Linked DNA regions of Sus scrofa: region 2 is linked to region 1. A link is a contact called in public HiChIP or PLAC-seq data. All regions are on one chromosome and are shown on one strand. Each heading gives the region's core, a stretch centred on a gene start, on an enhancer-like site or on the middle of the called end of the contact. The rest is flanking DNA. Distances are from core to core; before and after follow the strand shown.

What was found. HiChIP or PLAC-seq counts read pairs in DNA pulled down with a chosen protein or histone mark.
Region 2: an H3K27ac HiChIP or PLAC-seq map of skeletal muscle shows a contact between it and region 1, with 2.0 times the contacts expected there. The contact joins two enhancer-like sites. A contact is called at or near these places in 2 of 47 Hi-C or Micro-C datasets (embryonic fibroblasts and liver) and 1 of 2 datasets of contacts at active chromatin or transcription factors (skeletal muscle).

What each region holds. Positions count from the first base shown.
Region 1 is chr7:8,360,622-8,366,206 of Sscrofa11.1, forward strand. No RefSeq gene overlaps it. Among named protein-coding and RNA genes, the nearest start is that of ADTRP, 50 kb to the left of the region's middle. Within about 2 kb of position 3,535, at least 7 of the 83 cell types and tissues checked have an H3K27ac peak or open chromatin away from gene starts, as enhancers often do. A contact at or near this core is called in skeletal muscle, where this site is marked.
Region 2 is chr7:8,489,532-8,495,116 of Sscrofa11.1, forward strand. No RefSeq gene overlaps it. Among named protein-coding and RNA genes, the nearest start is that of HIVEP1, 24 kb to the right of the region's middle. Within about 2 kb of position 3,345, at least 3 of the 83 cell types and tissues checked have an H3K27ac peak or open chromatin away from gene starts, as enhancers often do. A contact at or near this core is called in skeletal muscle, where this site is marked.

The sequences.
Region 1 (5,585 bases), core at 2,285-4,784:
ATTTTTTTACAATTCTGGAGGCTGGAAGTCCAAGATCAGGGTGCCAGCAAGTTTGTTTTCTCCTGTGGCCTCTCTCTTTGGCCTGGAGGCGGCCACCTTTTCTCTGTATCCTCACATGGCCTGTACTCTCTGTGGAATTGCTTCCTCTTCCTATGAGGACACCAGGCATATTGTATGAGGTCCCACCCATATGACCTCATTTAACTTTAAATTCCTCTCTAAAGGCCCTATCTCCAGAAACAGTTACCATAGGGCAGTAGGGCTTCAGCATTTCAATTTGGAAGGATATAATTCAGTTCATAATATGCTAAATAATTTTTCTTTTGCTTACTTTTCTTGACCTTATATGAGAATTCAAGAATATTGTCCACACTGATTTTCTTTAAAACACTTAATTCTCTGGGTTTCTGCAGCCCCCACATGCTTCTAATTTTCCCCCTACTTCTCTGACTACTTCTTAGAGACTCATCTTCTAGCTTATTTTTTACTCTCCAACAGTTTAGTGTTGGAGTTCCTCAAGGCTTTGACCTTGATTCCTTCCTTGCTCATTCTAGATACACTCTTTCTACATGAGCTCATCCATCTACATGACTTCATCTCCTAATAACATGGAGAACTCTCAGTTTTTTATCAGTAGATCAGAAGTGTTGACTTCTCTGTGCATTTGCCCCTGCCTGAAATATAACAGACTTTGAGAAAAACAGTGTTTAGTGCTATTTTTGCTAATTTTAGTGCTACTTTTTCTTGTTTAGAATGTTTGTTGCATTGAAACAACTACCCTGTAAAATAACCTGTCATTCCACTGAACCATTACACCCAAAGGAGGGAATTTCCAGGGTAGTCTCAGATTAACTCGTGTGGCCTTCAGAACCACATGTGTAGTTGCTCTTGACATCAAGGCGGCAGGGCAAGGGGGGAATTCCAAGTTGCAGAGTGCATGAAAATAATTTTTTAAAGTTAACTGATAACCATCTCCACTGCAAGCATTCTGTGACTCTGTCATTTCATGGGTAAGGACTCTGATATTATTACCACACATTGTCAGTGTGGAAGAGGGGGATTTTTTTTTTTTTTTTTGGTCTGAGCTGAGTTATTCATTTGCTGGGCTATGGTGAATAGTTTCAAGATATTACAGATCTCTAGATTTTAGATGTAATTATACAGTTCCTGAAATGATAACATTACTAATTATTACTAATTAGAAATGAAAAGGGTAAAATAAATCATTTGCAGAGAACACATACGTTGAGCATCTGTGCTGGGTATTGAGTATTGTGCTAATAAGCAAGGGAGAAAGGCAAGGATAACAGAAGATGGGAAGCTCCCAAGACAAGTTCACAGACCTCAGCAGTGTTGTGATTGTGCCGGGGCCACCTGTCATGGAATGACTCAGGTCATTCCATGTGCCCTTTTGAATACACACACATTAGCTTCCCGGCCTTGGAATAGATCCTGTGTATGTTTCCCAGAAAGACTGCCTACCTCCACTTTGATTTAGATGTGCAATTCTGACCATTCAAGTTTCTTTCACCAGGAACTATTTAATTACACACATTCAATGTTTGTCCTGAGGTAGTAAACTAGCCTGTGATAATGCTATCAAAACCTCCACCTGAATTTTGCTCAAATGAATCAAACTTATCAAATATCATATGATTAACATTTCTGTACTTCTGTATTTATAGTCTTTCAAAGACTCTTAACTCAGAATAGTTCCAGTAGACATTGGTTGACTCTTCCTTTGATTTTTTTTTTTTGGTTGTTGTTGTTGTTTCTTTCTTTGCCTAACAAGTTTCATTTTATTTAAGAAAAAAAATTAAAAATCTTCCTTTTTTTGGTAGATGCAGGGTTCCCTGTATCATCTCTGTCCACTATGAGTGATGTAACCTCACCAAACCTTATCTAAAACTTTAGGATAAGGATAGATGGGATTTCCACACAAATGCCCAAACTAATGAAAAGAAAAGAAAAAAAAATTAGAAATAATGGGGAAACAAATACCTTAGGCAACTTATCTCTGAAGAAAAAATAAAAGGAACAACTTCACCCCATTTCAAGTGGAGTTAAGTGGGTTCCAGTAAAATGGAGACTAACTGTGCTGGAATGATTCGTGCCTCCCAGGCCTGCCTCCGTTCCCATGAATGCCTCTGTATTTTTCCTATATATGGGTTTCTCACTGCATTCAAAAGGAACTCAGGGAAGTGAAGACTTCCCAGCAAGAGGAAATGAGAGGGGGATGAAAAAAGAACTGATTGCAGCTGAGCTCACCCAGATGGTAAAAAGGAAAAAAAAAGTGACAATTTTAACCTTAGACAGCAGTATAGTGGTAAGAAAAGTCAGCTTGAGCTCAACTCCAGTTTCCTCTTTGATGGCTAAATACATGTTAAATTACTTTGTAAATATTTTTAAATGAGTGGTTTCGGAGTGGGAACAGTGAAGAAAGAAAGGGAAAAAAAGGTTAACTACCAAACATAAAACAACCATCTCACACAGCCGATGGCCAACTTTTACAGCTGGATTTTTATAAACTCCTTGAAGAGTTGGGCAAGGGACAGGTTTATGATGTTACCATGGCAGTACTGCAGTTTTTGACAAAACATTGTGACACTGAAGCAGATGTATGATGGGGAGGTAGGCATGGCGGTTGGGACAAGTATGAAGGGATTTAAGACCCTCACTCAATATTTCAGTGGAGAGTGTCGAACCGAAATGTCACTGGATTTAATTAACTGTAGAATGAAAGGTGAAGGGTTAATCCAAGGTCAGTGTGAGGGAAAATGAAGCTTGTGGCACATGCAGCTATGATATTTGCTAAACGCACGCTCTAGGCTATTAGAATAGTAAATTAGCAAAGTATGGGAAAGAATCAGCACGAGTTTCTATAAATCAGTTTGATATGATGGTGTTCAATTATTTAATTTCCATATACATTTCTCTATGATTCTGTCAACCCAATAATTTCTTCTGAAGTGGTAAAAATGACTGCCAAGTGAATAATAAGCATTCTCCAGTTATTAAAGTGAGAAACAACTTGAACTCTATTAGAAACAACTGAATTTTGTTTAATAGTGTCTGACGTCTGTATTTGCCTGTTTATACTACCAAAAAAAAAAAAAAATTCCCTATTCACAGAGAGAAAAAGAAAACCTGTTGGGCTGACATTATTTTCCTTCCCACAGAATCCTGACCAAACATGTTTGAGGAGAATGAACTCTGTAATACTATCTAGAATAAGGAAGATGGTCAGGCATATTGAGCACCTTAAGGGTTCCTTAACTGATTCAACAAATGTTGCTTGAGCATCGGGCCAGGCATTGTGCAAGGCACTGTGTCCCCACTAACCAACAGGACAGAATTGTTCTTGTCTTCATAGAGCCCCTGGGCTGGCATGCAGAGCACTGTCAGCTCTTCAGAACAGAGCTCTCGGGTGGGTAGAGAGTAGTCTAGCCTGCTCACCAGAAGGATAATTAAATGGTGGTCACTTTGGCAACAAAAATTACAGGAATGCTAACTGATTTGCCAGAGATGACCAGCTGTTCTAGTGTGTGCAGACATACTGAGTAGTTCTCTGATTTCTATTCTCTGACCTAACCGCTAGATAGATGCTTCAGTCTTTAATTCCTCATCTATACTTGCATGTAGTATTAAAGATATATTTTAACTCAACATTTTTTTCTGGATTCATCCAATAGTATAACTTTAATACACAACCAAAAATGAGTGTCTACACTGGTCTGAGTGCTGTAATGAGAATATATTCCCTACTTGCCACGAAGGTAGTAAGAAAGGAAAATCCGTTGGCTTTTGCAAAGTCACAAAATAGTTAATTCCCAAGAGGGTCTTGAAAAATGTTAAGATGAAAAGAAAACATGAGCCAGGCATAGACATCAGTCTAAGCCAAGGTACACGCCAACCTTGGCCAAGGATTGCTAGCTTTAGAAGAAGGCACTGGGTAACTCTAACTGCAGTGATATCTGTGGAAGATTTTAGAGGGAGCTCCATTCAGCAACAGCTTAGAGGGAATGGCCGAAGATTAAGCATAAGCCTGGGTGAATACTGCAGCCTCCACCAGCTGCCCTTTCAGGGCTGACCTTGGAGCTTAAGGGCCTGACAGCTGTGAACTTTAGCAGTTGTGGAAACAGGATCCTGGAGTGTCTTTACTGCTACCCCAACAGCTTGTGCTAGTCATCCAGTTGAAATCTTTACTGAAAGTCTGTTCTGTGGCAGCCATTGTACTGGGTGCTAAAGTATAGTCCTGGACAGGAAGACCCTGACCTTGGGTAGTTCAGTAGAATTGGCGGTGTAGAAGTGTGAGCTGGTGATGTGGATATTTCAGTAAACTGACTTTTTAATTGCATTGAGTAACCCTTGCCCAGGTCCTTCCGGTGATATATGTTGTTCAGGTAGACACAGGACAAGGACCTCTGCTTCATGAAGGTCAGGTGTGGCTGCCACAAAGGGGAAAGGTCAGAGAGGGGTCCCCAGCTCCTCCTCCATACTGGGCAGGTCTGCACTACTCTCACAGCAGCTATTTGGAACTGTTACCTGGGTGCAGCAGCCAAACTGGCGATCTGTTTATACTCTAAAAGCTCCACACCCCATGGGAAACATCCCATTCTGCAGGTGGTGTGTAGACACCCATTGACATACGTGTCTGTGCCTGGAAGAGACAATGGAAGAACAAGAGTGGGGGATATGGTACTCATGGCCTAAAGACATAAATTTTCATAGGATTCTTAGTTGACTGCCCCACAAATGCTCAAACTAAACTGATATTAATCACTCTTACTCACTCATGGATTTTCATCTTCCACTCTAGGAATAAATACACCTAATTTGAACTAATTAAGCAAAACAGCGTCAAAAATCCTGCCTAAAAAAAAGGACTGTCATGTTAAATACTGATTAAAGCCAGTTTTGGAAATTAGTTGTTTGCTCCTAGAAGGAAAGGAAGTTCAGAAATATACGTGTTTCTGCAATGTTAAAAGTCAATGGCACAGTTAATCTGTTTCATTCACCCTTGGTTAACCAGACAATTATCAGAAAATCCTCCCTTGCACTTTGTTAATAGGAAAAACATTTCCATGACCATAGCTCTCTTCTTATAAAGTCAAGTAGGATGGTTGAGTGAATATGCTTAGTATCTTTTAAAGCTGGAAATGTATGCTCAGCATAAAAGAAAAGCAATTTTAGAGAGGGCTGACCCTGAAACTCCAAAGCCATTAAGATCTTTTCGAAATCTATGGAAGAAGAAAGCCAAGGTGAGGTTGAATTTGTATTTCCTCTTGGGAAATCAGATAGCAAGTAAGGGTCCCGACTAAGGCCTGCTATGCTTGTTGATAATCATTTAGAATTTCTTGTGAGCTAAATACTCAGTGACTGCTTCAACAAACATTTATTAAGTACCTTCTTAAGGAGAGACCTCTATATTAGGATAATTTGAAGATGATATGAATCTTATTGAAGATTTGATACATAGTGATTAAATTTTATTCACAGAAGTAGGGGATAAAATGGTGCTTGAGCTTATATGTAAAGGCACATCTGTGTGTCGTTTGGTTCTCTTATCTGCAAATGTCCCTACT
Region 2 (5,585 bases), core at 2,095-4,594, 130 kb after region 1:
GGATTCCTTGATTTCCTTTAGAGTATGTTTGTTTTTTTATCATTAATATCTCCTTTTTATTTATTTCACTACTTCTGTTCTATAGCAAATGGTTAAAATTCAGTATAAAAAGCTTCTGAAAATAAGAGCCCAGTGACATTAGGGAATAAACAACGCACTTCAAAAATGTAAATATCTTGGAAATTCTAGGGAGAATCCCTGGGGATGGAGTCCCTGGGCATTGGGAAGGAAGGTAAGGACTTTGGGGGAACTCTGTAGAGCTGGGGGATCCTGGGATGGACTGCTTACTCTGTGTTCCCCTGTTTCTTCCTCTGAGCCCACCCTAAAATCAGGCCTGTTTGGTGTGAGCTCATTTCTTGAAGTGCATCTCCATTCGGAGAGGCTTGGGGAGGGCATCAGTCTACCCAGTAATTTGAAACTCTGGATTTCTTCAGTGACTTTGGGATTTGGGCCATTAGAACAGTTATGAAATCCTGAAGGTGAAGAGTGATGGCCGATCCAGAATTATATTGGATACACGGGAATCCAGGGGCTTTTATTTACCATCGGGACAAGACTCAACCCAAACCTGTCTTCGGAAAGAAGATTCAACTTCCTTTATCATTCACTCGTAGTCAGTCTGGTACAACTAGGACAGAGCAGAAGAAACAGAGTTTGGAGTAGCCTAGAATTATTTTACCTATTTCCATAAGAGTGGGTTCTTGTCCTTTTACCAAAGGTTAAACAAAAACAAGCTTGTTTAAGGTGTTTAAAAGGCAGAGCCTCCAAACCCTAGAATCGGTCCACTGAGTGTCCTATTCACTGCAGAAGGGAAGTGGCGGGGATGTGACCTCTCTTTGCGTTTGCTCAGTTACCAAAAATCTTCTTCACGACCTCTGGGGTTTTATTGCTGCGCAACTCCACCTCCTTTTGTATTGTTTTTCTAGTTACTTGCTGTTCTTTTCTCTAAGGTAGCTGTTTAGCTCATCAATTTCAGCCTTATTTCTAACTAATGTATGTAAACCCATAAAACTTTTTTCTAAATAGAGCATTAAGTCTATCCTATAAGTCTAATATGTAGTATTTCATTTTCAGTTTCTAATTTTCATTGTGGCATCTTCTTTGATCCATGTTCTACATAGATTTGTATTTCTTAATTTCTTAGTTTCCAAACACATATGTTTTGTCTATTTATCTTTTCGCATTACGTTACCATTTAATCGCCCTGAGTCAGAGAAAATTTACTTTGTGATTTCAATCCAAGTGTCTCGAGTTTTATTTAATGGGTCACTAGGTTGTCAAGTTTTGCAAATGTTCTACATGTGTTTAAAATGAATATGTATTCCCAGTGTTTCATATGTGTTCATCAAGTTTTTCAATTGTATTGTTCAAATTTTCTATATTCTTGCTGACTTTTGTGTAAATATTTTTATTCCTCAATGAATTTATTACATTTATAGTTGTACAATGATCATCACAATCCAGTTTTATAGGATTTCCATCCCACAACCCCAGCACATCCCCCCACCCCCCCAACTGTCTCCTTTGGAAACCGTAAGTTTTTCAAAGTCTGAGTCAGTATCTGTTCTGCACAGAAGTTCATTCTGTCCTTTTTTCAGATTCCACATGTCAGTGAAAGCATTTGATGTTGGTGTCTCATTGTCTGACTGACTTCACTTACATTCTTGCTGACTTTTAGTCTGCGTGCTCGCTCAGATATTGAGAGAGATGCTACAACCTCTGCGCATTTGCCTGTTTTCCTTTATAGTTCTGCCAATTTTGCTTTACATATTTTGGAGCGATATTGGGCATGTGTCACCTTAAATAGTTAATATCTTCTCTGTTAATTGAATTTTTATCGTTAAAGTGCATCCATTCATATCTGGTAAAGAGATTAAACTTTGCCTTAGGAGTTCCCATCGTGGTGCAGTGGTTAACGAATCCGACTAGGAACCATGAGGTTGCGGGTTCGGTCCCTGCCCTTGCTCAGTGGGTTAAGGATCCGGCATTGCCATGAGCTGTGGTGTAGGTTGCAGACGCGGCTCGGATCCCACGTTGCTGCGGCTCTGGTGTAGGCCGGCAGCTACAGCTCCGATTCGACCCCTAGCCTGGGAACCTCCATATGCCGCAGGAGCGGCCAAAGAAATAGCAAAAAGACAAAAAAAAAAAAAAAAAAAAAAAAAAAACTTTGCCTTAAAGTTTTACTTGACAGATATCGATCTAGGGACACCAGCTTTTTGGGTTGATAGTTTATATAGTATATCTTTTTCTATCATCTTATCTTCAGCCATTATATATCCTTCTGTTTTAGATGTGTTTCATCTAAGCAGCTGAGTGTTACATTTTTATTCAGTTTAATAACATCTTTATCTTTTAATTGGATCATTTAGTCCATTTCCACTTGATGTAATTACTAATATATTCTTTTAAACCTACTGTCTTATTGAGTGCTTTATTAGCTATCCTATTATTTTATGTTCCTTTTTAGCTTCCATTTTTTTTACGTCTTTTGGATTTCTTGTCATTCTTTGGGGTTTTTTCTCTGCTAGTTTAGAAGCAGTACACTCATTGATTATTCTTTTAGAGATTGGCCTAGAGGTTAGAGCAGTCATTTGTGACTTATCAAAGTCTAATACTAATTTATAACTTTTATTCTCTTTCCGGAAAATGCAGGAACAGAACAACCCTCTCACTCTATTTGTCCTGTTCTCAGGCTCTTCCCTTTTTATTACTGCCTGCTCTTATTTTCATAAATGTGATGTACTCTCAGGTCACATTGAAAATACAGATCAGAGACTTTTAAAATAGCTTTTTGTTTATTGGAATAAATAAAGAAGTTGATGAGGAAGAATAATTTACTTTATTGTCTCAAATTTGTCCCCTTTTCTGAACCTCCAAGTCTTTTCATATGTCTGGTGATTTGTTGCTGTTTCCTTTTAGCTTTCCTCATGAAGGCCAGTCTTTGTCCAATACTGGTAGTTGAGTGGGGTTTGTCGGAAGCTCTGTGAGTTGTTCGGTAGACTGTATAAAAAGTGAAAGCAACTATTTCTCTTATTGAGTGCACACCCCTTCACTCTATGGCTTCACAACTTCTCCTATCAAGATTTGAGGTCTGTTTCCCTATGCCTCAATTCGGGCTAGCCTTTGATAAGCAAAATATGTCAGGGTCATGTACTAATTCCAATTCCAAGCCAAGGCCTCAAGAGGTTCTGTGTATTTTGGTTCTTTCTCTTGAATTTGGCAGAACCACCAAATAAAGATCCAGCTAGTCTGCTGGAGGATGAAAGACCATGTAAGGACATGTGGCATCACAGCTGAGGCCTTCCTAAATCAACCAGCCTCAGCCAACCCAGCAGCTGACCGTACCCACAAGTAAACCCAGCCAAGACCAGAATAACCACTTAGGTAAACCCGCCAAATTGTCAGCCTGCAGAATTGTGGACTCAATAAATCTTTCAAGTTATGAAATTTTGGGATGGTTTGTCAGGCAACAAAAGCTAACTGACACAAATCCCTGTTTAAAGCTTTTAGACTCAGAAGAAAGAGGAGAAAAAAAGTTTGGACTTTCTCATGTTTTTCTTGCTTAAAGGTCTAGCAGTCTGTCATGTAGGGAGGCAGTCCTAGGTTGGGGATTTTGACCCACTTGCTAAGAGTTTGTGGATCAGTAACCCTTGGTGGGCCTCATTCTCACCTAGTAGTAATAATGTGGCTATCAGGAGACAGTGGCCAGAAGACTATTTTTATAGCATTGTGGCCTCTGCTCTAAGCTCAGAGAAAGCCCATACGCCTCCATAAATATCCAGAGCATGAAAACACTGGAATACATGGAGGTGAAACTAGATAAGAAACTAGTAGCTTACCCTGCAGAGGCTACACCTCTGTAATGATTCATCAGATCGAATGAGAGCAGAGAATTTTAGGGAGTTAGTTCAAGCTAGCAGCAAAAGATATGGCTGGTGCTAAATCTCGTTTGGACAATCGGTCACCTTAGGACACCCCAAGAAAAGAGTAACTTACTATTAATAAAGATGTCCCACACAGCTTTGTATAATCACTATCATTACATGTTTTCTAGTAAGAAATAATACATCTATTTGATTTGACCTATTGTGCTAGCAAGATTGGGGCAATTAATGTAAAAGAGCCTGAGACCTCCAAACAAAAGAATGAAAAAATAGGCGAAATGTTCAGTTGATGATTCTTTCTACTCCAAGCACCTTAACCCTGAGTTGTCCCTACAGTGCAAGCCAGCAGAAAAGTCGAACAAAGGTTTGGAGCCACTCACTCAAGCCAACAAGTTTTGGAATGCCTAAGACTTGTGGAATACTTTTAAGTGTTAGAAAAATAATCATAATAAATCAGACGTTTCTCAAGATGGCTTCAATGAGGGCTTTCCTCAAGGAAAATGGGACCTAGTAGGAAGAGAGGCAAGTAATTTAGTCATGGTAATACATCCTCAGAAGAGATAGGTACCATCTGAAAGTGGGAATTCCGTGGGAAGTCCGTGAAGAGTAGGGATCAGTCATTGCGTCCTCAAGGAGGCATCATCTGATCTCGAAGGAAAAGCAGGATTTGCATCAGGAAGTAAGTCCAGTGAGGGGCGGGAGAAGACGGATGTCCTTTGAGCGTTGGGAAGGACATCAGCCCAGACACCGAAGAAGGAGCCTTAAGTCCGAGTCAACAGATCTTTTATCTAGGAGGCAAAGTGAAGGTTGACAGAGACCAGGCAGGAAGCGAATAACTACCAATATGACCCAAGAAGGTCACCAAGTCCTAATTTCCGTTTCCTCGTGAAATTTAGGTGTTAAAGTCGATGTCTAAGATTTCTGCCCGTTCTAAAATTCTGTAGGGCTTGGAACAAAACACTGTTGTATTTTAAATCATTAAAGAGACCTGTAGACAGAGTTTCATTCTTACAGCCTACTGTTGGTCATATTCTTGATTTATTTAACATCGAATCCCTATATGGGAATGCAATAGCTAATTGTAACACTGAAACTATGAAAATATGGTTTGTCTTAAAACATTGTATTCTGACCAGAGCTCTAGGAAAGCCTTATGGTAAATAAAACACAAACTTTGTGCGTTACTAATGTGTACAATAGAAATTGGAAAATATGCTGGGGGGACTGAATTGTTAGATATAAATGTAAGATAAGCCTTTAGGGAGGAAAAGAAAAAGATTAAAAAATAAAATGATACCTCAGTTGTAAACATGAGGCCCATTACAGAAAGAGGAATTACAGAAAGAAATGAAATTTTTATTGAAACTTGATTATGCTAAAAAAGGAAGCTTCAGAACTTGTTACTCATCTTTAGTTTTGTGTGAATAAGACTAAAAGCAGAAAGAGGTGAAACTCTAAAATTACCCTGATTAAGAACTGCAGCCCACTTACATGCCTAATGATTTAATAATCTACCCTGACTGTAGTAGTCTATAAAATCATAAAAGTACATTCAAACATTATTTTCAGTACTTTTTTGTTCGTTTGTTTTTGCTTTTTAGGGCTGCACCCATGGCATATGGAGCTTCCCAGGATAGGGGGAGAATCTGAGCTATGGCTGCCAGCCTCTGCCACAGCCACAGCAATACAGGATCCCAGCCA